2 separate regions of the Zea mays genome follow, and region 1 is linked to region 2. A link is a contact called in public Hi-C data. All regions are on one chromosome and are shown on one strand. Each heading gives the region's core, a stretch centred on a gene start, on an enhancer-like site or on the middle of the called end of the contact. The rest is flanking DNA. Distances are from core to core; before and after follow the strand shown.

Evidence for each region. Hi-C and Micro-C count contacts between places; a contact is called where the count stands out from the background.
Region 1: a Hi-C map of ear shows a contact between it and region 2, with 4 times the contacts expected there. The contact joins the promoter of LOC100279494 here to the promoter of LOC100194403 in region 2. A contact is called at or near these places in 6 of 25 Hi-C or Micro-C datasets (bundle sheath, ear, leaf and 2 more).

What each region holds. Positions count from the first base shown.
Region 1 is chr4:245,133,238-245,138,120 of Zm-B73-REFERENCE-NAM-5.0, forward strand. LOC100279494 (OTU-like cysteine protease family protein) reads right to left here and starts at 2,085. Exons shown (of 9, transcript NM_001152495.1): 1 at 1,980-2,085; 2 at 1,303-1,377; 3 at 1,169-1,214; 4 at 353-461. The coding sequence starts at 1,367.
Region 2 is chr4:244,983,136-244,987,556 of Zm-B73-REFERENCE-NAM-5.0, forward strand. It overlaps LOC100194403 (putative protein kinase superfamily protein), which reads right to left and starts at 1,691. Exons shown (of 7, transcript NM_001139432.1): 1 at 1,232-1,691; 2 at 1-29.

The DNA.
Region 1 (4,883 bases), core at 835-3,334, 150 kb after region 2:
TTACAGTCTTAAATGCTTTTAAACAGAAACACTTCTACTGACAACTCATAGTTCTATTGGTGGTTGTGCGCAATTAAAGAGCCTCTCCTAACTAGTAGTAGTAGGTTTCTGATGGAAAGATCATAAAATAACAGCAGAGATGCCTACTCAGGAACAATGCAGGACTTTAATCCCAACAATTTTCATGGTATAAGGTGAAACTGTTTTCTCTTAATATCTGTTTTTGGGAAAGAAAGTCTTGTTAATAATGCAAACATTTGAAATCCAGTTCACATATAGAATACCATGGAAACACTTCAAGCTGATTTTCAGCTCTAAAGCTGATGTACAGGTCTATAGTGCTGAAACTCACCTCCCCACTTTTCAGGATCCAAAATCCAAGCACAATACGCTTCATTTGGTTTGCCAAGAAACACTTCATTGAATTTCTCAGGATCACCAGCGACTGTTGCTGCTATGACCTTCGAGCAAAGGGGGGAAGAAAAGGGCAGCTGCGTCAACAAAAAGGTGCAGAGGAAGCAAAATGGCAATACCAGGTCTAAGCACAGCAATATCTAGCTAAAAGTAAGAGGAACTCAGTGGAATACAAATGAGCAGTAAATTTATTATAGCTCAAATAATGTGTTTATTGCAATTATTCTCGTTTGAAGTGTGAACAGCACAGTGGCAGTGGATGAAACAACAGACATCACATCTTTCGTAAATACTCCCTCCGATTTTTTTATTTGACGTTTGATAGTGCAAATCTGAACTATTAAGGGTCAAATAAAGAAAAAATGGAGGTAGTATTCTTTAAGACGATAGAATTGCTATATTTCACAAATCATATAATGAAGCAATACTCAACTGGCCAAGATGCTATTGGATCTAATCTAACAGCTGTCATAAATTATATAATCAGCAGATGGTATTAAAGCAAACCTCAAAACATCTTACCGATGGATTTCAGTTAGCATCCAGTAGCTCTACTAATCTATCTATATGTAGGGGTGGTAATGGGCTCTAAACTTTACACTATAAAATTTAAGGATCAGGATCTATTTCTATTCAATTTTGAACTAAAATTACTTTAAGGGATCAAACAAATTGTGAAGAAACATTTGGAAGAGGCAGGACTCAACGAGGGCCACCGCAGGCAGGTTTTCCAAGAGTTGGTGGAAGCAGTTACCTGTCTGAGCTCAGAAGCCTTATTTCGGTTGTGCTCCATCACGTAGCTGCACCAAAGCACAGGTGTTGCAAACTGTAGTGGTAAGCGATCGCTCCATTTGGTAGACCATGAACGGGTGCGGTAGGAGCACTTACCCCACAGCGTTGAAGAGGCAACTGTTATCCGAAGGGATGACCCTCCTGACAACGACACCGTCCATTTCGCCCGGCCTACAGACAGAGCCATCCCAAAGAAGCGCCAATTGAGAACGGAATCTATCTTATTCTTACGCTGAAAGAAGCAATCGCAACGCCGCGGGCTACCATAAAATCCACTCGCCATAATAAAGAGCAATAGCGGCAGAAAGACTGCCCTGCCTGCCTCGCCCTTATGTTCCAATCCCACGGACGCACGGCACGGCATATAGAAGGAAGGAACTAGGAAGGCACAGAGGTCCCACCCAGAGCGGCGCACGCAGCAAGTTGTCGTGAAATGGGAGGGAAAATGCTACGGGAAGCAGGAAGCTACCGGGTGCGGGCGGGGTTCTCTGAGAAATGGGCCAGAGAAGGCGGCAGCCAACCACCCCCACGGCTCCAGGCCTCCACCCACCCCGCCGCTACCGCTAGGCGGGCGGGGCGAAATCCCACGCCGCAATCGAGCAAGGCGGCCTAACGCGGGGGGCCATGCCGACCCGGAGGCACCAGATTCCCGCGCTCGCAAGCCGCAGCCCGCAGGCGACGACACGGCCACCGGGCGCGAAGCAGGCAGCGGGAATCACGCACGCAGACCTCGGAAGCAGCAGCAAAAGCAGAGCGCGGACGCGAGCACGTACCGGGAAGAGCGGCAGGAGACTCGTCGCAGACTTGCAGGGGGACGGGTCGGTCGACACGGACACGCCGGGTTCTGTCCGAATTCGCTGAACCCTGAATCGAGGGAGGCGAGGAGGGCAGCGGAGGAGGGGCGCGGACAGGAAGGGGGAGGCGTTATATAAAGGGACCAGGCCACAGCGGCGAGGAGCGGGGCGGAGCTGCGAAGGAGCAAGAGGCAGACGAAAGTGGCAGGACCGCTGGACCGGGCAGGGCCCCCGGATCTGCTTGGGGCGGTGTGGCAGCCTGGCAGGCAGAGGGCCGAAATGCTACGGCGAGCGGAGCGGATTCAGGACACGGCAAGGGGAAAACCGGTGTGCACTCCATCTTTTCCATACAATTAAACTAGCAAAAGTATTAAACATATTTTTAAAAATTATAAAACATGAACATTTGTGTCTCAGCATCTTTGTATTTTCCCCATAGATATCAAATATTGGCCCCAGCAACTAGTGACAGACCCAGAAAAATCTTGAAGAATATGAACAAAAATAATACTCATACTATAAATATATAACTTTGTTTAGTTTTTATCTATATTTAATTATATTTTACCGTTTGACGAGCCTGGGTCCATCCTGCCAGTAACTGCGGCTGCGCTGCCCAATACCACGAAAATACGTAACTTGCTACATTTGTAAAGAGCAAAGGGCAGCTGGACGCGTGGAACGAAGCGACCAGTAAACAACGCAAGCTAAAATATGTTAATAGACGTGTTTTCGAAGACCTTGAAAGATCATTAAAACGAGTTGTCATGTTTTCATCTATATGAAACTAATTTTATCTCAATAAAACTTATTTCTTTTAAATGTTATGTTATGTCATTTAAAATTCTAATGTAATACAATATTCTCTTTGTCTTATTATATAAGGTGAAACCAGTTCTAGTGAAAAAACAAAAAATACATTTAATTCTAGTACTACTCTAATGATTTAATGTGTCTAAAGAGAGCATGTCTTATATTATGAGAAACAAAAAGATAGTTACGTCTAATGATTTTGCATGGCTAATGACTCAAGGGAGAATACAGAGCAAGAAAAACTTGCTGCGCAAGCGGATTGTGGACGAAGATGTATGTGAAGAATGCAATCAGGAAAGTGAATCGGCGGGCCACATAGTCTTACATTGCCCATTTGCAAAACGGTTCTGGCAGGCAATAGGCTTTCAAGTACCTGCTGATTTGGATGTCCACGAACTGCATCTTATTGTGAGGCCAACGAACATACCGAAAACTGAATTCTCTTCTTTTGTGGTTCTATGTTGTTGGCAACTGTGGAAGCGTAGGAATGCCTTGGTTTTCAGGCAGGAAGCAATCCCCTTAAGCAGGATCCTTCGACAATGCAGTGAGGAGGCTAAGAACTGGAGTTACAGACATGGTTCCAAAGAAGCAGGTGTGCAAGCCGCCTGGGTACTGGTGTTCTCAACTGCTAGCATGTAATATGTAATACCTTAGAAAATTCTTCTCCCCCCTCACCCCGGCAAGCCGGGTCTATAAACTTATGTAAAGCCTTTAGGGGCGACAAGAACATATCAATGAAAAATCAGGTGGGGAGCCTTTCCCCCGTTGACAGTCAAAAAAAAAACAAATGGAGTATTAAATATACATAAAACTATCACTGAGAGTAGCTGTTGAGTATCGAATCTGGCACTTAGACGGAGACGAACATACGGGTCCATCCATGTGTGATGTGGTCTGGGTCCAGATGATCTTTCGTGACAGCCCAGACGATCTACGATCAAATTAATTTAGGCTGAAATCTTTATCTCATGTGTGGTTATATTAACAAATCCATAGAAAACTGTGAACTTCGTCCAAAAACGGGTCCGAACCTCCCCTGTGTATATGTGTGTATATTACTTCTTGTTAAAACCCGCTGGGGTTTCAGCCTCTCCCCGCACTTCACGGGAATTTTAGCCAGCGCTCTCGCGACGCGTGGCCACAGACGCGGAGAAAGCTAGGCCTCTTCGACGGAACCGAAATTTTAGTTAAATCGAGCTGAGCCGTGACCCAGGAGTCCGTGTACTACGGTGTACCGGCACCCTCCTCCGCTACCTTTTCTCCACCTTCTCCACGCCACAACCAGACGGGGTACGTGCTGCCTCGTCGCCACCACCATCGCTCCTCCTCCCCGCCGCCAGGGGCTAGGACGAGGCAAGAGACAGACCGACAGCCGGCGATGTCACCGCCGACCTGTCATACATGGAGACGGGGCCCGAGCAGGAGGCGCCAGCGGAGGTGGATCCCTTGGTGGAATGGTGGCTACTGTTCCGGCTCCGGTCAAGAAGAAGCGGAACCTCCCCAGGACTCCAGGTCTGTGTGTGCCCGCCACGGTTGCTTCGGTGTTGGTGTGCGTGCGTACTGCTGCTACTCCCTCCGCGCCCGTGTTCTCTGACGGTTTGCTTGCTTGGCCGCTGCCGCCGGTCGCAGATCCGGGCGCCGAAGTGATTGCGCTCTCGCCGAGGACACTGCTGTCCACGAACCGCTTCGTGTGCAAGGTGTGCGGCAAGGGCTTCTAGCAGAACCAGTGCTGCAATTGCACCACCGCGGCCACAACCTCCCTTGATGCGTGAGATAGCGCCACCAGGTGTACGTGTGCCCTGAGCCTGGTTGCATGCACCATTCCCCTGCTCGAGCCCTCGGGGAGACCTCACCGAGGATCAAGAAGCACTTCTGCAATTGGATAGATGGCTGGTATGGCTGTACTTTGTAGTGACAAAACTGGAACTCTGACTCTGAATAGGCTCACAGGCTCACAGTGGACAAGAACCTCATTGAGGTTACACTTGAACAACCGTCATTGGTCCTTCATATCTAACCTTAAAATGCTTATATATGTTTGGTTCAGGTTTTTGAAAGGGAGTTCACTCA
Region 2 (4,421 bases), core at 441-2,940:
CACCGATCTTCCCTGGCTTCTAACATGTTCTGAAAAAGAGTGAATTTCGGTTATAGGTACCAGTAGAAAGAGCTATATTGAATACATATGCTTTCGAAGTTAAGTCAACCTATGGTTAAAATTCTGGCCAAGATTGTCCAGTGGATGTTGCAACTGTTGAAGTGTATAAGTGGATAAACTACCTTTTCCCATCAGCTTAAGCTTTTGGGTTGAATTGGTTAGTGCGTCCACTATAACATGGTATGAGAGCCAGAAGTCTCGAGTTCGAATCCTGGCAGAGCTTTTGGGTTGAATTGGTTAGTGCGTCCACTCTAACAACAACCTACAAGAACCCACTATATGTATTATGGGGATATCTAAAATGCTTGCAACCAGAAAAGCATGTGTTGGTTTCAGTATATATAAGGTGCAGTAGTTGAACTTGCAGTAAATTCTGTAATAAGCTGTAAGAAAAATACATGCGCAATCTGCTTGCATAACTCTAGTGGCCATCTTTTTGCTTAGATTTCAACCAGACAAACAATGCTGATGTGCTTCAAGCTTACAAGCAGCATATACATATATGAGAGCTCAGCGCGTGCGTGTAGATAATCATTGAAACACAATTACTTGGTTCACGCGGGCAGGTGAGGCCAGCTGACTTAGGGTCATAACAAAAATGAAAATCAGACAAAGTCCACACAACTGGCACACACTTTTTTATTGAAAAAAAAAACAATACAGTTTTCAGTATTTATTCAGTGCAAATCCATTATTGGACAGCCATGACGGTGCATCAATGATTATCTGTCCCATACATCCAACTAATTTATCTCAGGCAAGCTCTGATGTGCGCCTGCCATCGCAAGCTGATACCTATCGTCCAACCAATGATTTCAGTGCGTGTGACTACACTTAACCAATAACAACCACATTACTCATGACCATTGGCGAATCGAAATTCGTTAACTAGCGTCAGTAATTCAGCTGGAACCTTCGTCTCGCAAGAAATCAACCAAGAGAAGGAAGCAGCCTACGCACGTCCGTCAGAGAGAACAACAAACAGACATGGAAAGTAATTGGGCTAATTCATTTCTTGGTGAACAGGGAGGGGGACCAGGAACCAGGAAAAGCCCGATAGTAAGGTACCAAGAGCAGGAACGAAAATCCAGCCTTGAACCGTCCTCTGCATACACTAAGGAGTAAGGAGTAAGGACTTAAGGAGAGAGGGCAATCAGCTAGGCTCACTCACCTGAACAAACCGCCGCCGTGATCCGGGAGGATGAAGCGAGCCCAGTAACCCACCCCCACCCCCGCCGCCGCCGCCGAGACAGATCCCGCGAGAGTCTACAACGCGAGGGAAGAGAGCACGCCGCGCCTTGTCGGTTATGATCGGAACAACCCACCCGCAGGCAGTACAGAAGGACGGCACCAGGAAAAAGCGCCGGCCCCCAAAGGCTCGGCGAAGGCCTCCGTCGGTTTCCCCACGAGGTGCCGCGCCGTGCCGCCACGGGGCGCGGACGCAGCAGCGGCGAGCTTTCGCGAGGGGTTGGGGGAAGCCGGGAAGGAGAGGAGAAGCCGGGGCGACGACGGCCCGTGGGGGGCGCGCGGACTGTGGACTCGTGGCGTGGTGCCGGATGGCTCCAAGTGGTACGCACGCGCGGTATTTGACTTGTCGTCCGCGGTGCGGGAAGGGAGGCCGGAGGGGAGGGGTGCTGTGGACTGGGGTGGAGGTGGAGCCGTGGAGGTGGAAGAGGCGGCCGGGGCGCCTCGGCTTTGAAAGGTGGACGGAGCAGAGGGGAGGAGGGTCAACTCAAACCGTTGACCACGTGGAGAGGTAAGGCGTCGCGTGGTGGCCGTGTGTACACTGTACAACTGTACACGCGGTTCGGTGGACCCGTCCGGTGCTGGCTCTGGTGGTCGCGGTTGAACCAGGTCAATTGAATTGAATTTGACCGAGACAACGTTTGGGGTGGCTGACCTGACTAGACTTGTTCTTAACGGCGTGTGATGTCTGATGTCTCTGTTACCTGATCCTTCCGTAGTTCCGTAGGTGTGTAACCGTACCGCGGATTTAAACGCTTCTATTTTTTATAGTATTTTATCTCTATCAATTGCAACTACAGCACTCTGAACAACCTTAATCCAACCGCATCGAACAGGTAGACGTTATATACAACATGCTAGATCTACTCTAATTCTCTCGCTTCTAAACTAGCCCGATAAATTGTTTCGGCTAGTTTGGGAGAAAAAATTGAATAAACAATCATTTACTTCTAAACTAGCCCTACAAGTTTTTTTGCTAAGAGCAAGAGAATTCGAGGAAATTAAATAGGAAGTATGTTGCTCCCAAACTAACTCTTTGAGTTTTTTTTCTAGTTTAGGAGCAAAGTAATTGGTGGGTGAGGGCCTAAAATAGGAAGGGGGATTCTAGTCTCCTTTTGCTACCAAACTTTTTGAAAAAGGAAGGGGTTTTAGCGGGATTTTTGTCCCCCCAATCCCTCTAGATCCTTTGCTCTCAAACTAGCTCTAACAATATTTGTGTTACATATCTTCTACGTAATATTATCCCTCCGTAGGTGTGTAATTGTATGTTGTAGGAATTGAACCTATAACCTGTAAATTCAAAGGCTAGAGCATGACTACCATACCACATATGTTTCCTAGAATGGAATATAGGAAAGTTTTGATTGTCGAGGTATGGCAGCTGCCATTAAACCATATCGGGATGCTCCGCCACTGAGTGTAGGACACCACATGCGTTTTTTTTGCTGATACAATGCTCCTATTATAGTTGAGCATAAGAATTATCATCACTTGTCGACCTCATAGTCGCTTCTTCTTTCTTTTATCCCTCACTAGGAAGATTCTATGTGGTACTTGACATTTTTCCTCATGCAATAAAAGCGTCAACCACGATGATTAGGCTCCGATACAAAATTGAAAGGATCAAGCAAGACATAGAGGGAGATGAATGGTCCTACTTAAAATCAAACACAGACACAATAGTCGGTAGACTATGGAGGTTCCATGGATTAACATAGAATTTTCATGCCTGATCAAAAAAGTTTCATGCAAATTTGCAGAAGTTCTAGGCTAGTGGCTAAAATAACAACAAGTGAAACAAATCATACTTGAAAAGTAGATCAAGTCAAATACCCACCTTCTTGGTGATCTAAACTTTCTTTTGCACCTAATACCTAAAACTGTAATGTATTATATAAGTAGATTAGGTGGAAATTCTAGAAATGCTACTCAAGCAAGAGAGAGGCAAAAACTCACCAACAAGAGAGGAGATACATGATTTACCGCAAGGTTTAAATGAGTCGACTAGGCTTGCATATATCCTCGCTGTTGAGGGAGCAATAAAGGCTTTGACTCTCTTCTACCTCCCGCATCTTCTCAAGCAAATCACCAAGTTTGAGTTTGAGGTTTATACTAATCTTCATAAAGGTAATACAAACTCCTTAGTGCTTAACAACAACTGATTGGCAGCTCATGGGCAACCCCTAGACGTTTAGGATCCCAAACTCCAAGAGTAACAAACATAAAGCACAAGCTAGGGGGAGAACCAAAGCTCTTAAAAAGTTGCTCTTGTTGAATGGCTCTCTAATCCACCCTCAAAAACAATCTCGCAATGGAAAATCTTTAAGAACTTAAGGTGCGCTTGGGTGGTCTTCAATGGAAGAGAGAGAGAGCTTGTCCACGAGTTGGTAATGTTTGTAAAATGTGTAGGCGACCATTGGAATAAGAAGAGTGAAAGGGAAATGTGCCCTTGGGCAATTTCTATAATGTTTTGGTGATTAAGTGCCCAACATGTTTAATTAAGTTCTTATGTGCCAAGTAAAGTGAGAACTGCAAATCAAAGAAAAAGGTATGTTTCTAGACTTAGTACATTGTTTTGAGTACTAACATATTTTGTCTAAGTGCTAGAAATAGGGAAGAAAGAATTAGAAAAAGACTTGGCTCTGTGCAGCCAACTCCAGCTCGGTTTGGCACAACGGACTGTCCGGTGGTGCACCGGACAGTGTCCGGTGCGTCAGGCTGGTCCGCGTGAAAAGGCCGCTCTCGGGACTCGACGGCGACGTACGACTATAATTCACCGGACCGTTCGGTGGTGCACCGGACTGTCCGGTGAGTGAGTCATTCGCGGCGAACTCATCGCCCTCGAAAAAAGCAAAGGGGCGACATGGCTATAATTCATCGGACTGTCCGGTGGTGCACCGGACTGTCCTGTGAGCCAATCAGCCAACGGTCGCCTGTGCCAACGGTCGGCCGCGCAATCTTCGCGCGACACGTGGAATGCTCCAACGGTCGGCTGGTGCACCGGACTGTCCGGTGTGCACCGGACAGTGTCCGGTGCACCAATCAGCCCAGAGGAGCAATGGTCGGATATGCCAAATTTGGAAGGAGATCAGGCACTAGACCGTCTACAGGACCTA